2 separate regions of the Anser cygnoides genome follow, and region 2 is linked to region 1. A link is a contact called in public Hi-C data. All regions are on one chromosome and are shown on one strand. The core of a region is the stretch at or near the end of the contact, and the rest is flanking DNA. Distances in the headings are between cores, read along the strand shown.

Region 1 (5,254 bases), core at 603-3,102:
GAACCAGTGCAGTCAGCTGGACCGAAACAATGCGGCTTCACCGGGGCCGTGTTGCATTGCATCAGCTGGGGAGCTCGGCCAAAACGCCGGAGCGGAGAGTAACCCTTTCTATTTATTGCCCTATTGTCTGACAGAGGAGTAACGCCGAGATACGAGCCGGGCTGTTACGGGATGGCTTTGCCCTGCCTTCCCAGGCCGTCCCCGTGCAGAGTGTGCTCAGCTTCCAGGCTCAGGGGGAAGAAATGGGGTTACGCTGGCAGGGACCGAGGCCCTGGGAGGATTTTGGGGGGAGGCCACCGTTACCCAAGTCCCCTCCAGCAGCATCGGCCACGTTAGCCTAAATCCTCCATGCTCTTTGTGCGCGAAACCTGGCCCAGGAAAGCCTTTATTAAGGCTTATAGGAAAGCAGAGGAGCAACCCTTGATAAACACCTCCACGAAAACAGCAGAAGGGGGGAAGCTGGGGAGCCCCCATCCTCCCCGCCACGCCGCTTTCGTGCCCACCACCACGACAAAGCCCCGGCTGCCGTTCGTGGCGTGGGACGCGGGAGCGGCACGCGTGGAAATTGAGGGCAGAGGCCGCAGCGAGGGGCTGGGGCCAGCGGGACGGGGCTGCCCAGCGCCCACCGCGGGACGCATCCTGCCCACCGCGGGCCTCGCGTCCCCGCTCCTCCCGCGCCGCCACCTTCTCAGGAAGCCCGGCTGCCGTGGCGGGACGTACGTATCATTGGGTGGAGAGCCACAGGAAGCGGATAATCACTTTTTTTTTTAATTTTTTTTTCTGCATTCGTGCCGGCTCGGGCTCTCCTTCGCCACCCACAGCTCCCATCCCCGAGGCTCGCTGGGGATGGAGGGAGGCAGCGGGGCAGCGGGCACGGCGCGGGCCGAAGGCTGCGACGCCAAGGTAGGGCTCGGCACGGGGCGAGGCGGTTCGGTGCCGGCCGGCTCTGCTGCGGGGCTGGGGGCTTGGAAAAGCGGGGAAACCCCCGGGGTTGGGCTGGCGGTGGGGTGCGCTTGGAGGGGCCTGCTGAGCAGCCGTGCCGTGCCATGCCGAGCTGTGCCATGCCGTGCCGTGCCATGCCGTGCCATGCTGTGCCATGCTGTGCCATGTCGTGCCGTGCCGTGCCATGCCATGCCATGCCGTGCTGTGCCATGCCGTGCCGTGCTGCCATGCCATGCCGTGCCGTGCCATGCCATGCCGTGCCATGCCATGCCGTGTGCCATGCCATGCCGTGCCATGCCATGCCATGCCGTGCCTGTGCCATGCCATGCCATGCCGTGCTGCCATGCCATGCCATGCCATGCCGTGCCATGCCATGCCGTGCCATGCTGTGCCATGCCATGCCATGCCGTGCCATGCCATGCCATGCCATGTGCCGTGCCATGCCATGCCATGCCTGTGCCATGTGCCGTGCCATGCCATGCCATGCCGTGCCATGCCATGCCATGCCATGCCGTGCTGTGCCATGCCATGCCATGCCGTGCCGTGCCATGCCGTGCCATGCCATGCCATGCCATGCCATGCCGTGCCGTGCCATGCCGAGCTGTGCCGTGCCATGCCGGGCCGTGCTGTGCCATGCCGTGATCCACGCCGTGCCGAGCCGATCCGAGCCGATCCGAGCCGTGCCGAGTCCCGGATGTTGGAGCGGGGCCCCCCCCGCGCTCTGTCCTTCGCTTCCATAAAAGGCCAAGGGGCCCGGCAGCGCGGGGCGCGTTTTTCCTTTAATTATTATCCCCCTCCCCCTCCTCCTCCTCCTCCTCCTCCTCCTCCTCCTCCTCCCGCCCCTCTCCCCCTGCCCGCCCCTTCTCCTCCCGGGCGGCCCCGCGGGCAGAGCGGCTCGGGCGCCCCCCCCCTCCCCGTCCCCCCCCCCCTCCTCCCCGCGCCCCCGGCTCCCTCCCAGCCGAGCCGAGCGGAGCCGAGCGGAGCCGTGCCGGGGGCTGAGCGGGGCTGGCTGGCGGCGCAGGAGGCCGGGGCCATGGCGCTGGACGGGATCCGCATGCCGGACGGCTGCTACGCGGACGGGACGTGGGAGCTGAGCGTCCATGTCACCGACCTGGGCCGCGATGTCACCCTGCGGGTCACCGGCGAGATCCACATCGGCGGCGTCATGCTGCGCCTCGTCGAGAAGCTCGGTGAGTGTCGTGTCCGTCCCCCCCCCCCCCCCGGCCGCCGGCCTCGGGCAGGGCTGGGCGCCGGCACACGGCTGCTTGTAGCCAGCACCCTGCCCCAGCGCCCAGCACCCTGCCCCAGCGCCCAGCACCCTGCCCCAGCTCCTAGGACTCAGCCACGGTGCTGTGCTTCGGCACCCAGCACCCTGCCCATACCCAGCACCCTGCCCGTGTCCGGCACCCAGCGCCCTGCTTGTGTCCAGCACCCCGTGCCCCAGCGCCCCAGCACCCTGCCCCAGCGCCCAGCACCCTGCCCCAGCGCCCAGGACTCTGCCACAGTGCTGTGCCCAGCACCCAGTGCCCAGCACCCAGCCTGTGCCCCAGCACCCAGCACCCAGCTCTACAGTGCTGTGCTTCAGCACCCAGTGCCCAGCACCCTGCCTGTACACCCAGCACCCTGCCCCAGCACCCAGCCTACATCCAGCACCCCAATACCCAGCCTATATCCAGCACCCAGCACCCTGCCTATGCCTAGCACCCAGCCTACATCCAGCACCCCTCCTACATCCAGCACCCAGCACCTAGCCTATATCCAATGCCCAGCACCCTGCCTATACCCGGCACCCTGTCTGTGCCCAGTGCCCAGCACCCTGCCTATGTCCAGCACCCGATACCCTGCCCACACCTAGCATCCTGCCCCAGCACCCTGTCCTAGCATCAGCTTAAGCACCCAGCACCCTGTCCCGGCATACCTTGAGCACCCAGCACCCTGCCCCCTGGTTGAGCACCCAGCACCCCCTGTCCCGGCATAGCCTCTGCTTAAGCACCCAGCACCCTGCCCCACGACTCCGCTTGAGCACCCAGCACCCTGTCCCAGCCCTCCGAGTGCCCCGGGGTGCCCCTCTCCCCAGACACCCCTCTGAGCACCACCCAGCCCCCTGGGGCCCCGAGGGGTGCCCGGCAGCACCCACGCTCTGCACCCACTTCGGGCCAGAAGCAGCCGAACCGTTCCGCCCCCGGGGCCGGTGCTTTGAGCTGCTCTGCAAAGGGGACTTTGCGTGGGGCCGGGAGACATCGTCATTTATGGGTGGGTTTTGTGCGAGTGCGCCTTCTCCGGCTGACAAAAAAAGATTTAATTCGGAAAGCCAGCACAGAGCGGAGCTGGGCAGCGCGTTTGCACGGTCAGCACTGGAAGGGCTGGCCCTGCTCCACGCGCGGTGCCGTTTTTGGGCGAGGAAAGCGCCTTTGAGCTGATTTGGGGCTGCCTGGCTTTTGGGGCCAACAAGGGGGGCCGGGAGCCCCGCGGTGTCCGGTGGCCTTGAGCTCGCACCTGGACAAAGAGCCCGTTTGTCTGGGGCATGTGAAAACCGGCATCTGAAGGCGGTGGGGCCGGCCGGCTGCGAGCTTTTGTGCGCTCTCCGTGGGCGCCTTCGCGGCCCGGCGTCCCCAAAAGCCACTTGGTGCTGTCCCCAACCCGCGGTCCGGGGACGGCCTCGTAGCGGCTCCTCTTTGTATCGGCTCCTTATGGCTTGCCTGTGTTTACCCAGCAGCGTTGTTCGGGCTGATTACCGTAATTGCTCAAATAAAATATTAATTTCGAGTTGCCGGCGCATGCCTGTGGCTGTGGGAGTAGCAGCGCTGTCAGCTGCGCCTGCAGGTCCTGCTTACATGCGAAGCGTTTGCGTGGCTTTAAAAACACCATCTTACACCGTGCTCGGGCTCCGATTTATCAATTATCTGTAGCTAAAGGAAGCAAGAGACAGACATAAGTACGCTCGTTTGAAAAGGAAGCAAACCTTCGCATCAAAGGGTCTTGAGCTCGAGACAGCCTTGACTCAGAAAACTCATTTATTTTTGTTATTTTTATGCCGGAGCTGCAGAAAGATCCGCCGAAGCTGGGCTGAGCACACGGGGAAGCACAAAAAAAAAAAAAAAAAAGTCAATGGCTTTCTAGAAATGGTAAAAATCGGCCCCCGGATGGATAAGCGCTGCCCCCCTGGGCTCTGCTGCTCGGGGCTGACGTCGCACTGAGGGGACGCCTGGCGCGCGGGGGCTCGGCGCGTGCGGGGGGACGAAGCCCAGCGAGGGCTTAAATTAGCTCCTGACGCAAGGCGTCCCCCCGCGAAGAGCTCGCCAGGCTCCTCTCCTCCCGTTAAATTAGGCATTGTATTATGGGGAAGGAATGCTGGCCCTCGGCCCCGCGCGGGAGCTGTGCATTCGGCTGTCGTGGTGCTCGGGGCCCGCGGACGCTCAGGCTGCCCCTTCCCTCTCTCCTCGCCTTCCCTGCATGTGGTCGCCTCCCTTCCCTCCTCGTTATTTGCACTGCCGTGCTTTGAAGGCCAGCCGCTTGATCGGGGTCGTTCCCGGGGAGCAGGATGGACGCTGTCCCCTCGCCCTCCTGCGCCCTTTCGCCTCCAGATGCGTTCACCCTGCATCTTTCCCATGTCAGACCCCTCTCCCTGCGCTTTCAACCCATCCCTCGCTCCCCGCTGCTGCTCTTTTATTTTTTTTTAGCGGCTCCCAGCATTGAAAAAGTTGTTTTCCAAAGGTCCTAGTTTTCACCCTTTGAGTTTTAGGGAAACGTCCTAAAAGCGATGTTTCCCGTAGCTCTGGGATCCCCCCCTGGCAGATGGGTGGGGGATCGGTGCCGTGGGCATGGCTTCGCCTGCTCCGTCCTCTTGCCCAGGTTGTGGGGTAGGGCAAGATGATTTGGGGGAGTTTTGCTGAAATTTAGGGCGTCGCTGGGGATCGTGAGCAGATTGGCCCTGCTGTAGGGTGCTGGCAGAAGTGTAGGGTGGTGGCTTTAAGCGTCGGGTGTCAGTGACTCCTGTGCATTCAGTCCTTGCCAGCACAGAGCCTGCAATTTGGGGAGTTTACAATTAAAACCTATCCCTAATGCAGATTGGAAAAACCCCAAGCAGCAGACAGGGATCTGGTTACTCAAGTGAATTGCAGTGACCTGCTCGCTCCCTGTTATTTATCACCCTGCCGGATTAAGCCACTTGGTTAATTGAGATGTACCATGTGTTTCGCAGAGTCGACCTCTGAAAAATAGGCAAAAACTGCTGAGGCTTTAAGAGCAGTAGGATTTAATTGGTCACCTATAAAGGTACGGGGTAAAATCCCGGTTACGGTGTAGGGAGCGT
Region 2 (5,213 bases), core at 2,692-5,191, 74 kb after region 1:
TACCTGTACTTCACCCCAAATGTTTCCATTATGTATGCAATAACTAAGGCAGCACTGAAATAAAAGACAAAAATAAAAATCAGTAGAATATATTCCAATATATTCTAAAAATATTTTTAAAAAAATAATAAGCAGGACGGATAGTTTCCTACCTTCTAGAAATCCCTGCGTTTCCATGGACAAGAACTTTTCCTGAGGAGGACAAAAACCAAAACCATACTTGTATTAACTGAGGAAAATTCTGTGACATGTAGTTTTTCCTTGTTATGAAAAACTACACAGCAGTAAGGTACATCCTAAGAACAACATGTGCATTTTAATTCACTCTAGATTACTAACTAGACTGTCCATTACTGCCCCAGGGATGCAGAAGCATAAATTTTCCTCTTCTGGGGATTTTGAGTAACAAGATCTCCATTCCAGGACTACAACGCAGATTTTAAGGCCCTACATTAGGGAAGAGACAAAACTCGTTCTCACACAAAACACACTTGTGTTTAAAGTGAAAAACAGATACATTAAGAAGTTTGTTTTCTATTTGGAGGCAAGAGGAAAAAAACACTTTACTCTGCGTTTGTATAATTCAGTTCAAGTTGAACACAATTAGCCTCCCAAATTCAAGAAAACCTCATACTTAGGAGCACATTATACACACCACTAAGCTAGCTATAAAGCTTTAACAGCAATGTATTAGTAATTGAAAGGAAAAGCAAATCTGATTTTACCTCCACTTTGTAAACTTCCATCAATAAATTCTTTAGTCTAAAAAGAGAAAAAAATTACAAGACTGAAACATTCAGATTATTGTAAGCGTTACTATTACTTGCATTAAAATATTGTGGAACTTTTTTATCAGTCTTTCTACACAACAACAACAACTCACTCTGTACAGACTTCAAAGCGTCTGGCTGAAGTGATCGTCTTTTTTTTTTTTTTGTACTTTTTACTATCCATAAAATGGTCAGTGAAACTTAATGTGAAGCCAGGTGCAAAAATGCTTTAAGATCCATTGTGTGTGCTGTTTACATTCATTATGTGACATGTTGTGCCACTATAACAAAAAAGCAACTTCCCTCTTTGCTTAACAGTTCAGGGGCAGGAAAAAACACATGCGTCAGCAGAAGTATGGCCTGGATCACACTACTGATGCCCGTGACTTCTGAGAAGTTCTCCAATCATATTTTCAGTAAAAAACAGTAGGTCTAATCAGTCTATAAGGGGAGGCATGATCTAGTGAGGTCTGTGAAATACTGCCAGGCTGAAACAGTTGATTAGATGAAAGGCAAAAGCTAGATAATTTATTGTGGAGAAAACTCCAATCAGCCTCTTAAAAATACGCCAATAGAAATATTAAGATGTCAGTAACTCAGATTTGCAAAGGATGCTTTGGTCAAATGGCATTATGCTTTAGAAAAGCTGCAAGCCATCAGTTAATTTGCCTTCTGCAAAAACGTGACCACCTCTGCTATATGCAGTGAAGCCAGAACAGCTTTTTTTTTTTTTTTCCTCCTTTGAGTGGGGGAAGGAACAAAATGCTTTTGCTCTGTTACAAACTAACCTAAAATAAAGATACAAAAATCACAGAACAAACCTTTAGTTTTGAGCTTTTTCCAGATTTGACTGTGTCATGTGTACTGTTTAGTTTCCAGTTACCTTTTAACTCCTCTGCATGAACATCTTTCGAGATGCTGTAAAACTGAGCTACGCCAACTAGTTACCATGTTCTGTTTAATTTACATCTCTCGTATCAAATACTAAAATAAATTCTTTGGCGATAAAAAAGCTTCCCTGCAGGCTAAGGGTTTCCAAAATAAATATTACTCTCACATAACCTGCCTTCTTTTGGGACCATAATATGATACAGCTCTTGCAATTCTGCCTCTGTTTCTATGCTTGTAAGAATGAGTTAATCACCCTTACTACAGTGGCAATAAAAAGGTCACTTCAGAGTTCTCAACCCTGCCGCCTGCCTAGGAAAGTGCCTCAGGTTGGGCTTCCCACACCTGGAACCATGCATCTGTTAATTCATAAGAATCTTACTGGACAACTCCATTCCCAACCCATTCACGTTAACCAATACTTACCATAGGGAAAAATCGTATTATATTCTCAACCGGATTATCTGCAATATCCAGGACTAAATACCTGCAACAAGAACAGTTGCCATGAGTACGCAGTAACGCTTACAGCTGACTCAGCCCTGCGACAACGCTCCAACCTGCAGAAGGAAGCCGACACTACCCACGTGGCTTTACTCTCCGGTCCGAGCTCCGGAACTACTCCGAGCAAGCAGCCTTCTGAGCTGTCCTTACAAGGAAGCAAATGAGGAACCTTCTCCAACATCCCCAGAGAAAATCACCCCGGGGGGCGGAAGAAATTCAGAAATGCTGTGCTACCAACGACAGAGCTGTGTTTGAAAGCAGCACACTGTGCGCTCACATCCTCGCCATCAGTATGTGAATACGGGCCAGCATCCTTTTCTGGGGCTCTCTATGCAGCTTTTTCAGAGGTACACATTTTCTGATCAAGTTACCTCAAGTGTTTTATCGACAGCAGAGACTACTCAGAACTAACAACCTCATAACTCAAGACAGTTACTGGACACGAACAGATACTTTTCATTTGTGGATTTGCTTACGTCTGGAGTTTAGCACGATGAAGAAACTCCACAGCTTGGATTTCAGAGTCTTTGAGAAATGTGATAAGGTGTAGAAATAGTTTTTACAATGTAAAAATAACCAGAAAGAACGCACAAAAAAGATCTCATTACTACAGAGTAATGTGTTTAAAAGTAAGTCTTACTTGTTTACAGTTCTGCACATTATGCTCATTTCTCACCTAAACAGCTGTTGGAAGTTTGGTTTAATAAAGTTTGCTTCAATGTTTTGCCGTATGCATATTACATGGGTGATTCCATGTTTCTGAAGTATAGGTAGCTGCAGAAAAAGAAAAACAGATTTTTAAAAACCGAGTCCATCGATTACACAGTCATTTAAAAGAGAAGCTATACTTAAATACGCAATGAGTTACATCAAGTACCTGAGGAAAATCAGAGCTGGCTTTCTAATGTTCAAAGCACAGTGTGAAAAATTCTCTTTCAAAAAAGCAAAAACACAACCATTAGGATTTGTAAGAAAAAAAGCATTCCAATGATGGAAGTAAGAGGCAAGAAAGGCGTTCAAAAACTTGTTTGATTGTGCCCACCTTTCAGTTCTCCTGAAATTGCAAGTGTGCATATGCTATAGCAATTTCCAGCTAGCATTGCTTCTTGCAGACCACTTCTTGCAGCCAGACCACTGAAGGTAAGAGCAGTTAGACCACAGTGCAAGCTGGCAGATAACAAGCTTTGGTTTTGCTTCTACAATCAAGTCAAGCACTGCTACATACTTTATTTTGCTGTGTAAGTTTCCAATTCTGATCTGTGTTGCAACACTTCAGTAAAGGAAACTGATTGCCTGATCAGCAATGTGCGAGTCTGATTTTTTTAATAACTTCTTAGAAAAATTATTTTAAAGCTTAACTATAAAACTCAATTTTTAATATACAAAACACAGACACACGTTCACCACAATTAACTAACACGTAAGTCACTTCAAACCTGGAGTTTTCTCTGGTTTGCAAGGCATAGGTAAAGCTGGCCAGCAGAAATTAAGAACTTGCACGTGTGTGTACGCATGCATGCACAACTTGAAGCCATGTGAAAAATCAATCAGGGCTCTTTTTCACTTTTTTCAAGATTGTTAAAGAAAAGGCAGTTTTTGCAAGTGCCAACTGCCCCAGCACATGGCTGCAGATTCTCTCTGGAAAGAGGGAGGCATCGATACCAGCCCCTGATTATCCTCCAGGTTTAAGAAACCACCCCATAAAGGCATGATGCACTTCTTCTGCCCAGCAGGAAAGATGTCAGAGGATTGTACAAAATGTTGCAACCAAATTTATACCTACGTGGATACAGACGTACACTTGAACAACACATTGCCACAGTAAAAAAGCAGCACAGCAAAGTTTCCTTACGAGACACTCTTCTGAAAATCATACCTTGCTTTTCATAGCTGAAGAATACGGGCCTAAAAATAACCCGGGTAAAATTTCCTAGGGGGGCAGAAAAACAGACAGTTAATATGAACCCCAAATTATCTGAAATAACACGCTGCATTCGACCCCACAGGAACAAATAACTCACACGTCCGTGAGACGTTATCAAGTGCTGTTTAAAACAGGCCAAGGGAACAAAATAAAAGCCGCACGACCTTTGTGCAGGAGATCTTGTTCTGGAACTGGAATTTCGTCCTTTGTTTAGGCTAAGTTCCAGGTTGACTGATACCTCTCACCCAGCCCCGGATCGAACGTGGGCTTTGAGGGAACTCTGCGTTTGTACATAATTGTGTCTCCAACTTAATTCCTAAGCACTCTCATGGAAAATATACAGGCATATCAGGCCTCTAGCTTTGTCTCAGTGGTAGAAAAAAGCTAATTTTAACCAGTTATCTCCTCCCCAGTAAAGACATGAAGGTCTTGTACAAAGATTTGGCTGACGCGGCAGGAAACTTTTAATTGTCCTGAAGTCCTACCTACATGAGAACAGCTACTCCCAAGGGGATTTAAGTTAAAAAGCAGAGCTCCAATAATGTTTTCAGTAACCATCTCCTAAAAACATTCATTTGGGGGGATTCTGAAGGAGATTATTTTTGTTTTCCTGCACTTGCACAACGGAGACCCAAAACCCACCTTCACACTAAGCCAGCAGCCCTCTCCCCCTGCCACTGAACCCCTTGCTACCTGTAGTCCCCGATGGAACAAGATGCCATCACTGGAACCACGTTAATCATTACGCCAGGGATGTCTGAGAGATATTAAACCTCTGTCCTTCCCCCACCGGAGCAGCACATCTCTCCCAGGGTGCTGCCTGATACTTTACCCTAAGGACTGATTTTAATACCAGCTTTTTTTGTAAGGCTTTTTTCCCCCCCCCCCTATAGAAAGCACTGTGGGTTTTGACTCAAACGGAAAATGAAAGCGCGTCATACCTGCATCTCTCTCCTCATGGGATAGGTCCAATCCTTAAAAATAAAATAAAAATAGTTATATAAGCATGCAGAAGGGAAAACAAATCCAGGCAGAGGCCTATCCGCGCACATTATATAAAAGAATAAAGTCTGTTTTCTGTATGTGTATGAGCTAACTTCTACCTCTCCAGGCGGACACCGGTGACA

Evidence for each region. Hi-C and Micro-C count contacts between places; a contact is called where the count stands out from the background.
Region 2: a contact with region 1 is called in a Hi-C map of liver, with 6 times the contacts expected there. The contact joins the enhancer-like site here to the promoter of FERMT2 in region 1. A contact is called at or near these places in 2 of 7 Hi-C or Micro-C datasets (both in liver).

What each region holds. Positions count from the first base shown.
Region 1 is chr5:63,519,377-63,524,630 of Taihu_goose_T2T_genome, forward strand. It overlaps FERMT2 (FERM domain containing kindlin 2), which reads left to right and starts at 1,853. Exons shown (of 15, transcript XM_048066133.2): 1 at 1,853-2,132. The coding sequence starts at 1,976.
Region 2 is chr5:63,591,725-63,596,937 of Taihu_goose_T2T_genome, forward strand. It overlaps STYX (serine/threonine/tyrosine interacting protein), which reads right to left. Exons shown (of 11, transcript XM_048066136.2): 2 at 5,028-5,060; 3 at 4,039-4,092; 4 at 2,839-2,936; 5 at 2,085-2,145; 6 at 726-762; 7 at 153-192; 8 at 4-54. Among named protein-coding and RNA genes, the nearest start is that of STYX, 12 kb to the right of the region's middle. Within about 2 kb of position 3,942, at least 1 of the 3 cell types and tissues checked has open chromatin away from gene starts, as enhancers often do. A contact at or near this core is called in liver, where this site is marked.